Linked DNA regions of Mus musculus: region 2 is linked to region 1. Evidence: chromatin contacts called from public HiChIP or PLAC-seq data. All regions are on one chromosome and are shown on one strand. The core of a region is the stretch at or near the end of the contact, and the rest is flanking DNA. Distances in the headings are between cores, read along the strand shown. Region 1 overlaps Vti1a (vesicle transport through interaction with t-SNAREs 1A). Region 2 overlaps Tcf7l2 (transcription factor 7 like 2, T cell specific, HMG box).

Region 1 (5,053 bases), core at 870-3,369:
TAAGGGCAAAGGTCAAGGCAACTGTGCAAACCACTTGTCAACATATTTAGAGGAAATTGTGTAATCAACTTAACATACCAGTTAGCCTTTACCTGCGAGGTCAAGCTCAGAGACCCTGTATGTCACCACAGCCAGCCAATTAATCACTCTGCAGGAAATTCCACGTTTTTCTTTAGATTAAGCTATAGAAAGTGGAGTGTGGGCTGAGACTGGAGAGGATTTCCTATCTGTCTTTATTTCCTGACTAGCCTGATGCTTCACTATTTTTTTTTAATGTGTCTGATACAGAATTTAAAACAGGCTCAAAATTATGTATTTTGATAAGCATTGCTCATGGGTGTGTTACCACACAAAGGTAAATGAAGCTATTTGATGGCTGGGTGCCCGATTACTGCTGTAGATTCCAACAAGACAGACAAGTGTTGACATTGTCAGACGACAGATCATTCCAGAGAAAGAAGAAAGGAGAAGAGATAAGCTGCTAAACTTAAAACCTGTTCCTTCCTCTTCCATGTCGCCACAAAGTTCAGTTATGTGAGTTTTGAAGATACTCCTGTTTTAGGTTCAATTTAAAACATTTTTTTTCTTTCCAATAAAAATTTTTTTTGCCTGAAAATGTCATTATTTTGCTTTTCAACAGTGCTATGGAGGTATAATTCATCAACCATGCAACCCTTCATCCACTTACGGCTTAAAATTCAAAAGGCCCTAGTGCATTTGCTCAGTTTTACAAGCAGCGCCACAGCCTAGCTTAGAACATTTTCATCACTGCAGATAGAAATCCCAAGGGCTGGGGTGTCGTTGCCCATGTGTGTGGCTCAGGTTTGGTTCCCAGTAACGCCACGGTGAAGAGCACGTGTCTACCTTCAGTTCTGAAGCGTTCCGCGGCAGGTAGCCAGTAAGCTGCTCTGCTCTGTAGATCTGCCTGTTGTAGGTATTTCTGATGGATGGTTCATGCAGCACGGGGACTTTGGTGTCTGTCTTATTTCATCAAGAACATTTCCAAGGTCCATTCGTCCTGGATCAGCTCTCCATTCTTTGTTACAGATATGTAACTTGCCACATCTGTCTATTCAACAGCTGATGGACATTTTCTGTATTATGCATACTGATGCTATGACTATTCATATACACATTTTGTTGTTGTTGTTGTTGTTTTTTGTTTTTTGTTTGTGGGGACAAATATTTTTCTTTGTCTTAGATACAGATGCCAGGCATGAGAACACTGGGTTCTGTAGCAATTCCCGGTTTTGTATTCATTTCCCCAAGCGATGATTGCGATTGGCATTCTTTTCTATCTCTGTGTGTCCTGGGTGGGTGTAGGGTGAGAGGGAAACTCTGGGTGTCCACCCTCGCCTTCCAGTTTGTTTGAGACCAGGCTTCCTCTTGTTCAGTGCTCACACTACAGGCTAGCTGGCTCTGCAGCTTTGGGGGGGACTGTCTTGTCCCGTCTCCCATGTGTCACAGGGGTGGGTTCTGAGACTGCAGACGTGAGCTGTAAGATCAGATTTTACGTGGGTACACGGGGTTCAAACTCAGGTCCTCACGATTGCTCAGCAAGCCCTTTACCCACTGAGCTGTCTCCTCCATGTTCGTTCTGCTCACCAGTCACTGAGAGGGTTCTAGGAAGTTGCTAGTAAGTCCTTACCAAGCCTGGGGTCACTGGAGTCTTATCTTGAATGCACAGTCTTCTGAATTTCTAGATATTTAAAAAAAAAAAATGGAGCCTGAAAGCTGTATAAGTTTGTCACTGTTTAGTATTTTCTCTGTATGACTGACTTTAAGGAGAACAAACTTGGTCTTAATTAAAAAAAAAAAAAAACTTAAACAAGGATTAATTTTCCTTCTGAGGAGCCATTTGGAAGTCCTGTGCCAAGTAGCTTCTGTGTTCCTGTCTCCATTCTCTGGGGGACTGACCCTCCGACGAGAAAGACAACCCCTCTCTGTGGACATCCCCACAGTTAACTCCACACACATCTGGATGGCGGTTCAATGGTCTACTGTTGTTCAGACAATCTGTAATCACACATTCTGTGTGTCAACTAACAAGCCAGGGTGTGTGGTTTCTCGGTATTCCATAGCATGCAGCACGCACAATTTACAAATAAAACAAAAGCCCACAGCAGAGACAATGGCACATTATTCCCCGAGTAACTGAGCGAGAAGAGTGTCTCTGTTGAGGCAGAAGACTCTGCTTGTTATTTTGACGGTCAATGAAAAGAGGCTCGGAAAACCGCATTTCATCTGCTAAGCCTCGTAGCGAGGGAGCCCTCTCTGTGGCATTGAAGAATCTAGGGCCATATGTTTCCTTAAGCTGAGCTTGAAGCAGAGATGGTGTAGCCAAAAGTCTGAACCACAGATGACAAAATTCAAGAGCCTCGTATGCCTGAAGGGCTGGAGCGCCGAGGCCAGTGGGAAGATAGCCGGCCACCTTTTCTCTCTTGGCTTCAGCTCGGAAGGTGGAGGGACGGAAAAGCAGAGTGAAAATTCCTCCTTCCCCCATGGCTGCTTAACAATTTTGGAAACAAAGAGTTTGATAAGGCCAGAGGAAGTGAAGCTGAGCTTGTCCCGAGAAAAAGGGGCTGAGGACAGGTTCTCTGCACGTGTGACTGCTGAGTTCCTAGAAAAGCGGGACAAGGTGACAGGCGGTCTGTGTTGGAGCAGTCACCACGGGAGGGTGAGGTGTCAGGAAAGGTAACCAGGGCCCAGCGACATGACATTTCACCAGCCTTGTCTAGCTGGCAGCACAGTCACTGCCGACCCCGAGGGCCACACGCATGGCAGGGCATCTGGGACCTGCTCCAGGCCAGCTCAGGCCTTGGAATGGCTCGTTCAAATGGGCCACGGCTGAATTCTGGAAAATTCGAGGTCCAGATAACACAGCATGTCCTGGGGTTCCCCAGGCTGTCCTTGCTGGCTCGCTGCCACAGCACAAAACTGTCTTTCCAGCCTTGCTGGGAACGTAAGGCAGGCCTGCGCTCAGTCCAAGGCAAACAGAGTTCTGTCATACTGTAAATGCAACAGTCTTGTAGGAAAATAACCATTAAGACCCGGGGTGGTAGTGTGAGGAGGAAGCTGTCTCTGCACACAGAAGGGAGAAACGGTCTGCTTCCCCTCAGCTCTGTTCTTGCTTTCTCCACCCTACTGCGTGCACGCGAGTGTGCACTTATGTCTCTCCACCCTACTGCGTGCATGCGAGTGTGTACTTATGTCTCTCCTCTCCCTTAGTCTTCCCTTTGCTTTTGAGGCAGGGTTTCATGTAGCTCAGGCTAGCTTCAATTCACTGTGTCTGGAGGATGGCTCCTGACTCTCCTGCCTCTATCTGCTGAGTCTCAGGGTTGTGGGTCTGCACTACCTGCCCTGGCAATTTTGCAATTCCTTGGGCATTCCATCCTGCGCCAAGCACTGTTCTCAGACCTGAAGATAAAAAGGAAAGAAGAAACAACCCCCTGTCCTCCAGGCTCACAGTTTTGGAGGGCAGCCAAGTCAGCATGGAACGTTCTAGAACACAGACTGGCAAATGGGGTATGGAGGAGAGTGGGGAGGTACTGAGGCAAGAATGGCGGTTTTGCATGAGGTCTGGTGAAAGGAGTGGGCTCCACCCCGAGCGAGGGCACGATCCCGGCTCAGATAGTCAGCAGAGTCCCACACTTGGCCTGTTCTTTGTCAGAAAGACTATAATCCTGTCTAACAAGAACCCAGGAGACGAACAGACTCCCATTTCACTCTCCATTCTCAGGCTGACAAGGATAAGAACTGGATTAGGTGCAGTAACAATAAGGTGTCATTAGCCAGAGAAAACACGACTCCTGGACCTGCACGAACTTGCTGGACATGCACTGCCATGTTAGGAGCTGTCTACATGGTCAGATCTCCACTCGAGCTCCGGTTTCTCACCCAAACCCACTGGAAGACACAAAGTCTATGGCTCGGGTAGCAAACCACCCGTGACAGAAAAAGCAGAAGGTATTACGAGGAAAGTCACGCAGCCATGGCAGATTATCCACTTAGAAATATATTTTTGATCTCCAGAAGTGTGTCCTGAAAGGGAAGGTGGCCTCAGCCAGCTACAATTTGCCAAGATCACTGCAGGCCTCAGTGACCTGACCCGACAGCGGCCTCCTCGCGCATGGGGTGCGCTTGTTCTATTTCTGAGGAAGTGCTTCATTGCCTCACAGAGGCCTTGCCTTCAGATCACAGGGCTGGATTGAGACCTTCAGTGCCATCTCTGCCACCCCCTGGAAACACAGGCCCCTTCCCCACAGGGTACCTAAAATACTACAGACCCTATCTAAGGCTTCCCAGGGAACAGTCTGCACACAAAAAAGGCCTTTAAAAGTTTAGCCTGGTTATTGTGCTAGGACACGTGTCATCTTCACCATCTTCTGAACGGTAACGAATCTCATGGGAATCTCCAAGTATTTAGTGAGTGTTCTGCCTGCTTCATCACTGCAGACTCAGAGTGTGGGGACGAAAAGGGAGCATGATGTCATCTGGAGCCACGGTACGCTTGGTGCCTGCCTCCCTCTGAAAGCATCCATGTGAGTTCGTCCAACACCTACCTGCTTTCTAGCTGGGGCGGTTTTGTCAGCAAGGAGGCATCTCACTGTAAGCCCCAATGTGTGTCAGGTAATCTCAAGTCGCTAGCTCCTACTCAAGCTTTTGGGAGTTACAAGCGTGTGTGTGTGTGTGTGTGTGTGTGTGTGTGTGTGTGTGTGATCGATTTCCCACAGAGCAACCTTTGTGAGGTTGAAGAGAACTCATTGCTCACCTCTCTCTTGGATGCACTGAGTATGTATAGATCTCCCCAGCTCTGCACCTTGGGGCAGTGGTGGGCTTCTATCAGAAGATACAGCTATGACCCGATGCCTTTTCCAGGCTTTGGAGTTTGGCTCTAGCTCTGCTGCCTGCCTCACACGACACAAGTTTATTCCTTCTATTTACTCCCTCACCCGTCAAACTGTCTCCCCACCCAACATGTATTCAAATCTAGTATACCGGGTACGGTACCATTGTGGGGAATAGGGTTCGAGGGGGAGGCCAAGATTTTTGG
Region 2 (5,053 bases), core at 653-3,152, 220 kb before region 1:
ACCCACCCATACATCCATGGCTGACCCAACAACTTCCAGCTATCAGGAAGTACATCTAGAGAATCTAAGACACCCCGCCCCCAGCCCCCACTTCCCTTGAATACCTCCTCCCTCATAATATCTTAAGTTTTACACAGAGGACAACTCCCAAGACCAGGAAGCAGGCTTAAAGAGCACTATGCAAAGGCCTACTCCAGACACTGCACTCCAAACAGTGTGGGAAGCTTCGTGTCTATTGTCTTCAGACCTGTGGTAAATCACAGCAGGGAGAGGAGGCAAGCCATCCCAGCTCTAGACAGAGAAGCTTGCTGTAAGAGCGGAGCTTCTGAAAGGAGAATTCTTCCATTGCAGCCAGCTGCTATCTCTGGTTGGTGACCCTATTAACCTCTTGGTCTGAATAGAGACCCAGAGCCTTAAAGCACTGCTGTCCTCGACTGCACATTCTGCAGAGAAAGGAGAAGCAGAGAGCATGCACCCTAGCTCCCACACCCACCAACAGTCCATCACAGACAGCTGCTGCAAAATAGACACCTGTGTCCCCTTGTCTGTGTTTTTTCACTTTCTGAAGTTTCAGTGACCCACAACTGGCCATGTTCTGAAAATATTAAATGGGAAATTCCAAAAAACTTTTATTATAATGATTCTGTTATACGATTGCTGTTCTTGATCTGTTGCTATACCTACTCTGTAAACTGAACTTTCTCGGGTGTGTATTATAGGGGATGTAGAGTAACGCCTGGCAGGCTTAGTCCTCAGTGTACGCACATACGCAGCCACACATGCATGCAGGAACACACACAAGAAGACAAGTAAGTGCTCACCTGGTGTCTACAGCGACCCTTCCATCCTTCCAGAACTCCTTGGTTCCCACCTCCTGAACCAAGGCACCCCAGCAGAGCCCTCCTACTCATTTACAGTCTCCCAATCTCTGAGCAGAAGTCCAAGCAAGGTCGCATCAATAAATGGCGGGAAACCCTGTCACCCATGAACAGCACAGCACAGGTCTGGCAGGTCTTGGGCAATCTGCTTCCCCTTTCCACACAATACTTTAAGTTTCCAGCCTGGAAACTCCCAACAGTATCAAAGCTGTGGCTTGATCTTTCCAACTTTGCAAGGTAGATAGATAGTCTCTTTGCTCAGGAGCTGGTCCATGGGTCCTGTTACCCATGGCACTTAAGTCTACAGCTTCTCCGGACCAAATGCAGAGCCATCTAATCTCGGAAGGTGCAGTCACCCTGGTGAGTCTACTGTGTCCAACAGATTGGGACTTCCGATCCTGGTGCTGACACTTGCTACCCAGGGGACCTGGAGCAAACTCCCTACCGGAAGGAAGCCCTGGGTTTCCCACTTGTTTGATGAGAATCCCAGCTCTTGACCTCAGAGGCAGCAGAGACTACTGCTGAGCTCAGCAGCCCAAACAAAGGAGGCTATCTTGACAGACAAGCCTCTTTCCCCTCTCCGCTTATTCATGAAGCATTTGGTAAGTTGCAAGAAACAAGACTAACAACAAACAAACAAATGGTTCTGGTTGAGGAAGGGGACCAGATTAGGAATAGAGACAGAGAGATAGGAACAATCATTATTCCTGAGCCCCAAAGCGACTCAAGTGCGATCATAGAGGAGCGTCCCCAGGGTGGCTGAGGCCCAGGGGAGAGAGCCTCACCAAACAGTCACAACTGGCACCATATGAGTGGCAAGAAACAAATGTCCTGGCAGCCAAGGGATCTCCAGGGGCAGGGAGGTGAGATCCTAACGAAAAGGACATCAAAAGAAAGCCCAAATCAAGACCTGATCACACACTGGCCACAACAAATAATGTTTGCTCAAAGGTGGGAGGGAAGAAGGGGGGTGGACAGAGACAGGCCCTTATTGGATAAGGCCGGCTGGCTCATCCATTGTGGAAGAAAGGCTTGTTTTGTGTGTTATACAATGGAGACATTGTTCACAAGTACTTTGCCCATACATAATCAGGCCTGCCTCTGCGTCGCATTACATAAGTCTCCAATGCAGCAAGAGTCCAAGAATGAATGTTCATAAGAAATACACACTTCTAGTTTATACAGGGAGGGGGAGGGGGAGGGGAGGAGGGGGAGGGGGAGGGGGGAGGGGAGGGGGGAGGGGAGGGGGGAGGGGAGGGAAGGGGAGAGGAGGGGGAGGGGGAGGGGAGGGGGAGGGGAGAGGGAGGGGAGGGGAAGGGGGAGGGGAGGGGGAGGGGGAGGGGAGGGAGAGAGAGAGAGAGAATGAATACAGGCTCAGGATGAGATTGGAAATTAGCAAAACAGACATATCAAATTGTTAAAAATCATCACAACCACCTGAAAGTGTAAGGAACCCCCATTTCTTCTCCTCCACTCACCCTTCAAATAAGTGGAGGAAGTACGTGATTTTTTTTTTTAATGTGTGTGTGCGCGCGCGCGAGCGCTTGCTTACATTTTTCTCTGTGGCCATGTGGCTATGTGCACACGTACGTGCAGTTATGATTACCAACACAGATGTATGTGGTAAGCCAGAGGTCGAAGGATATCTTCTGCTTCAATAGCGTCTCCCATTATTTTGAGACAGGATTACTTCCCTGAACCTAGAGCTCAAAACTTAGGTGAGGCTGACTGGCCAGTGAGCTCCAAACTCCAGGGAACCTTCTCTATCTATAGTCCCTCCACCCAAAGACCCATCCTTCACCCAAGCCACACCCTCCACCCAAGCCACACCCCACCCGAGCCACGCCCCCACCAAAGCCACGCCTTCTGCCCGGACCACGCCCCCACCCGAGCCACGCCTTCTGCCCGAGCCACGCCCTCCATCCATGCCCCGCCCTCCATCCAAGCCCCAGCTCTGAGAGTGCAGATGCAGGCTGTGGTGCCTAGCTTTTGTTGTTTAACACGGGTGCTGGGGATCTTAGCTCTGCTATTCATGCTTGCAATGCGCTCGTTATTACTAAACCATTTTCCTAGACCCTTGCGTTGTATTTTTCTAAGACAATCTCATAGAACTGCTAAATAAAGCAAATGAAATCTTTTTCCTGTAAATTCTAAGAGGTATTCAACAGCTTGCTGGAGCCTGTACGCTCCCCTTATTCGGTGTCATGGGAGGTAGGTATCAACAGTACCCCCAACCTCTGCCAACCACATGTCCCCAAGACTGACAAACAGAACATCATCAAATTCTGCCAAATGCCCCTCAGGACCAAACCCCCTATGCTTGAAAACCACTAAACTAAGTGGCCTGGACCCAGCAGCCCCGAGGAACAACAAGGAAGCCTGTCCTTACTCCCCCACCACACAGATTTCCTTGGTGGCCAACTCTTCCAACCCACAACAGGCACTAAAGGGCTGCCACCTGGATGCTGTCCCTGGCCTCATTCGAAGCTAAATACAACCAATAGTTCCTTCAATCACTTGTTCTCTCCCTAAACACTGGACCACCGAGGCTGGCATCCCAGGGGATTCTCTGCCCACCTCCTCGAAGACAGATATCACCCTGCCATTTCACAGATGAAGAAAAGCGTTCCAGAGATGCTTGGACCTGCCGGAAACTTCCTAAACTTCCGAGAAGCTGGACTGAGACCTCAAAGCCCCTGCAGTTTACACTGAGCGTTCAATGCTGAACATCAGAAACAATGCAAAGCCAGCTTTTGCAGAGCTCTAGCTCTCTAGCGAACTACTTGGCAGAGAAAGCATGGGGCAGCTTGGAGTCACACCACAGCTCTCACTCAGCATGCCAAAGACCATAAAGGTCTTCTTGTAGTAACTGGTATCCTCCACAGTAGTTTGGTCCTCCACACTGCTACTTCCCATACAAGCCTGTCCAAGCGTCCTTCTGATGTTGGTAGTTACAGGATGGGTATGTAGATGTGATGTTCTATGTGTACACAGTTTATGGGTGTGCACATGTTCATATGTGTGCACTTGCACATAGGAATGCACATGCATTTATGTGCACGTGAAAGCCAGAGCTCAATGTCAGGTCTTTTCTCTATAACTTCACGCCTTATGTTTTAAACAGTCTCTCCCTAAAATCTGGAGTGCACTATTGCAGCTAGACTGGCAGACCAATGAGCTCCAAGGACCTACCTGTCTCTGGCCCCTAAAACACCTCACCGCACGGGGGGGGGGGGGGGGAGGGCGGCAAAGCGTTACACACCTAACGTTTCCACGGGTGCTGGGATCCGAACTCAGGTCCTCACACTTGCACAGCCAAACTTCCTGTTAACTGAGTCATCTTTCCAGACCTTTAAGCTTTATTTGGTAAGACTACAGGTCCTTTCCAGGAGCTACTAACAAGCCCAGAAAAAAAGTTAAATTATCTTCCTCTACCACAAAAGAAGCAGAGGAGAAAACACTGAATGATTAAAAATCTCCAGTGATAGAGGAGCTGCGCTGAGCCCAGTGCACCAGCTAACAGCACTGAGCTCCGAGCTGGCTGGCTGGGGTTCTGCTAACCCTGCAGGCATTTTTCTTCCTTTCAAAGTTTCTATTAACTCCCTACTGATGTGCCCTAAAAGAATTTTTTAAGGGCTTGGAAACACATAAATAAAATAATCTTTGTTGGACCAGCACAGCCAAATGAAAGTCTTTCACCTGTGTAGCAGTGATGATAAAAGTTTTAGGGCCCCGCTTTCACAGAAGCCATCCAAAGACTGAGATAAACCGGAATTCTCAGGCTGTCGGTAGCAGGAGCACTTCTGCCCTCCAGCACATGCCAAGGGCAAGGCAGAAAAGGGAAAACATGCCCACCATACACACAAGGTGCCGGAACCCTCCTGTCCCCAAGTGCCTGTACCCTGGGGGCTCTGAAAGAACCAGAGCCTTCCCGAAGCACCTGCTAATGGTGTTTGCTGAAACTCTGCTCATGGGGACTTAAAGACACCTAGGAACCCTCAGAGACTGAGGCCCAGGAATACAGCGGAAGGCTGGGAGGAGGCCGATGGAGAAGAGAGGTGAATTTGGAGGAGAAATATCATGCAACCCTATCAGACTGCCAGAAAGAGAAGTGTCTATCCAACCCGAGGCTACACAGTAAATCTTCAGCCATGTGTCGCATGGGCAGAGCCCAG

The links. HiChIP or PLAC-seq counts read pairs in DNA pulled down with a chosen protein or histone mark.
Region 2: an H3K27ac HiChIP or PLAC-seq map of extraembryonic endoderm stem cells shows a contact between it and region 1. The contact joins two enhancer-like sites. A contact is called at or near these places in 3 of 484 Hi-C or Micro-C datasets (the N1E-115 cell line, bone marrow-derived macrophages and liver), 3 of 115 datasets of contacts at active chromatin or transcription factors (differentiating embryonic stem cells, extraembryonic endoderm stem cells and trophoblast stem cells) and 1 of 9 other capture datasets (embryonic stem cells).

The regions. Positions count from the first base shown.
Region 1 is chr19:55,561,112-55,566,164 of GRCm38.p6, reverse strand. All of the region lies in intron 7 of Vti1a (vesicle transport through interaction with t-SNAREs 1A), which reads right to left. Among named protein-coding and RNA genes, the nearest start is that of Gm41871, 140 kb to the left of the region's middle. Within about 2 kb of position 2,119, at least 28 of the 459 cell types and tissues checked have an H3K27ac peak or open chromatin away from gene starts, as enhancers often do. A contact at or near this core is called in extraembryonic endoderm stem cells, where this site is marked.
Region 2 is chr19:55,785,315-55,790,367 of GRCm38.p6, reverse strand. All of the region lies in intron 4 of Tcf7l2 (transcription factor 7 like 2, T cell specific, HMG box), which reads right to left. Among named protein-coding and RNA genes, the nearest start is that of Gm31734, 45 kb to the right of the region's middle. Within about 2 kb of position 1,902, at least 72 of the 459 cell types and tissues checked have an H3K27ac peak or open chromatin away from gene starts, as enhancers often do. A contact at or near this core is called in extraembryonic endoderm stem cells, where this site is marked.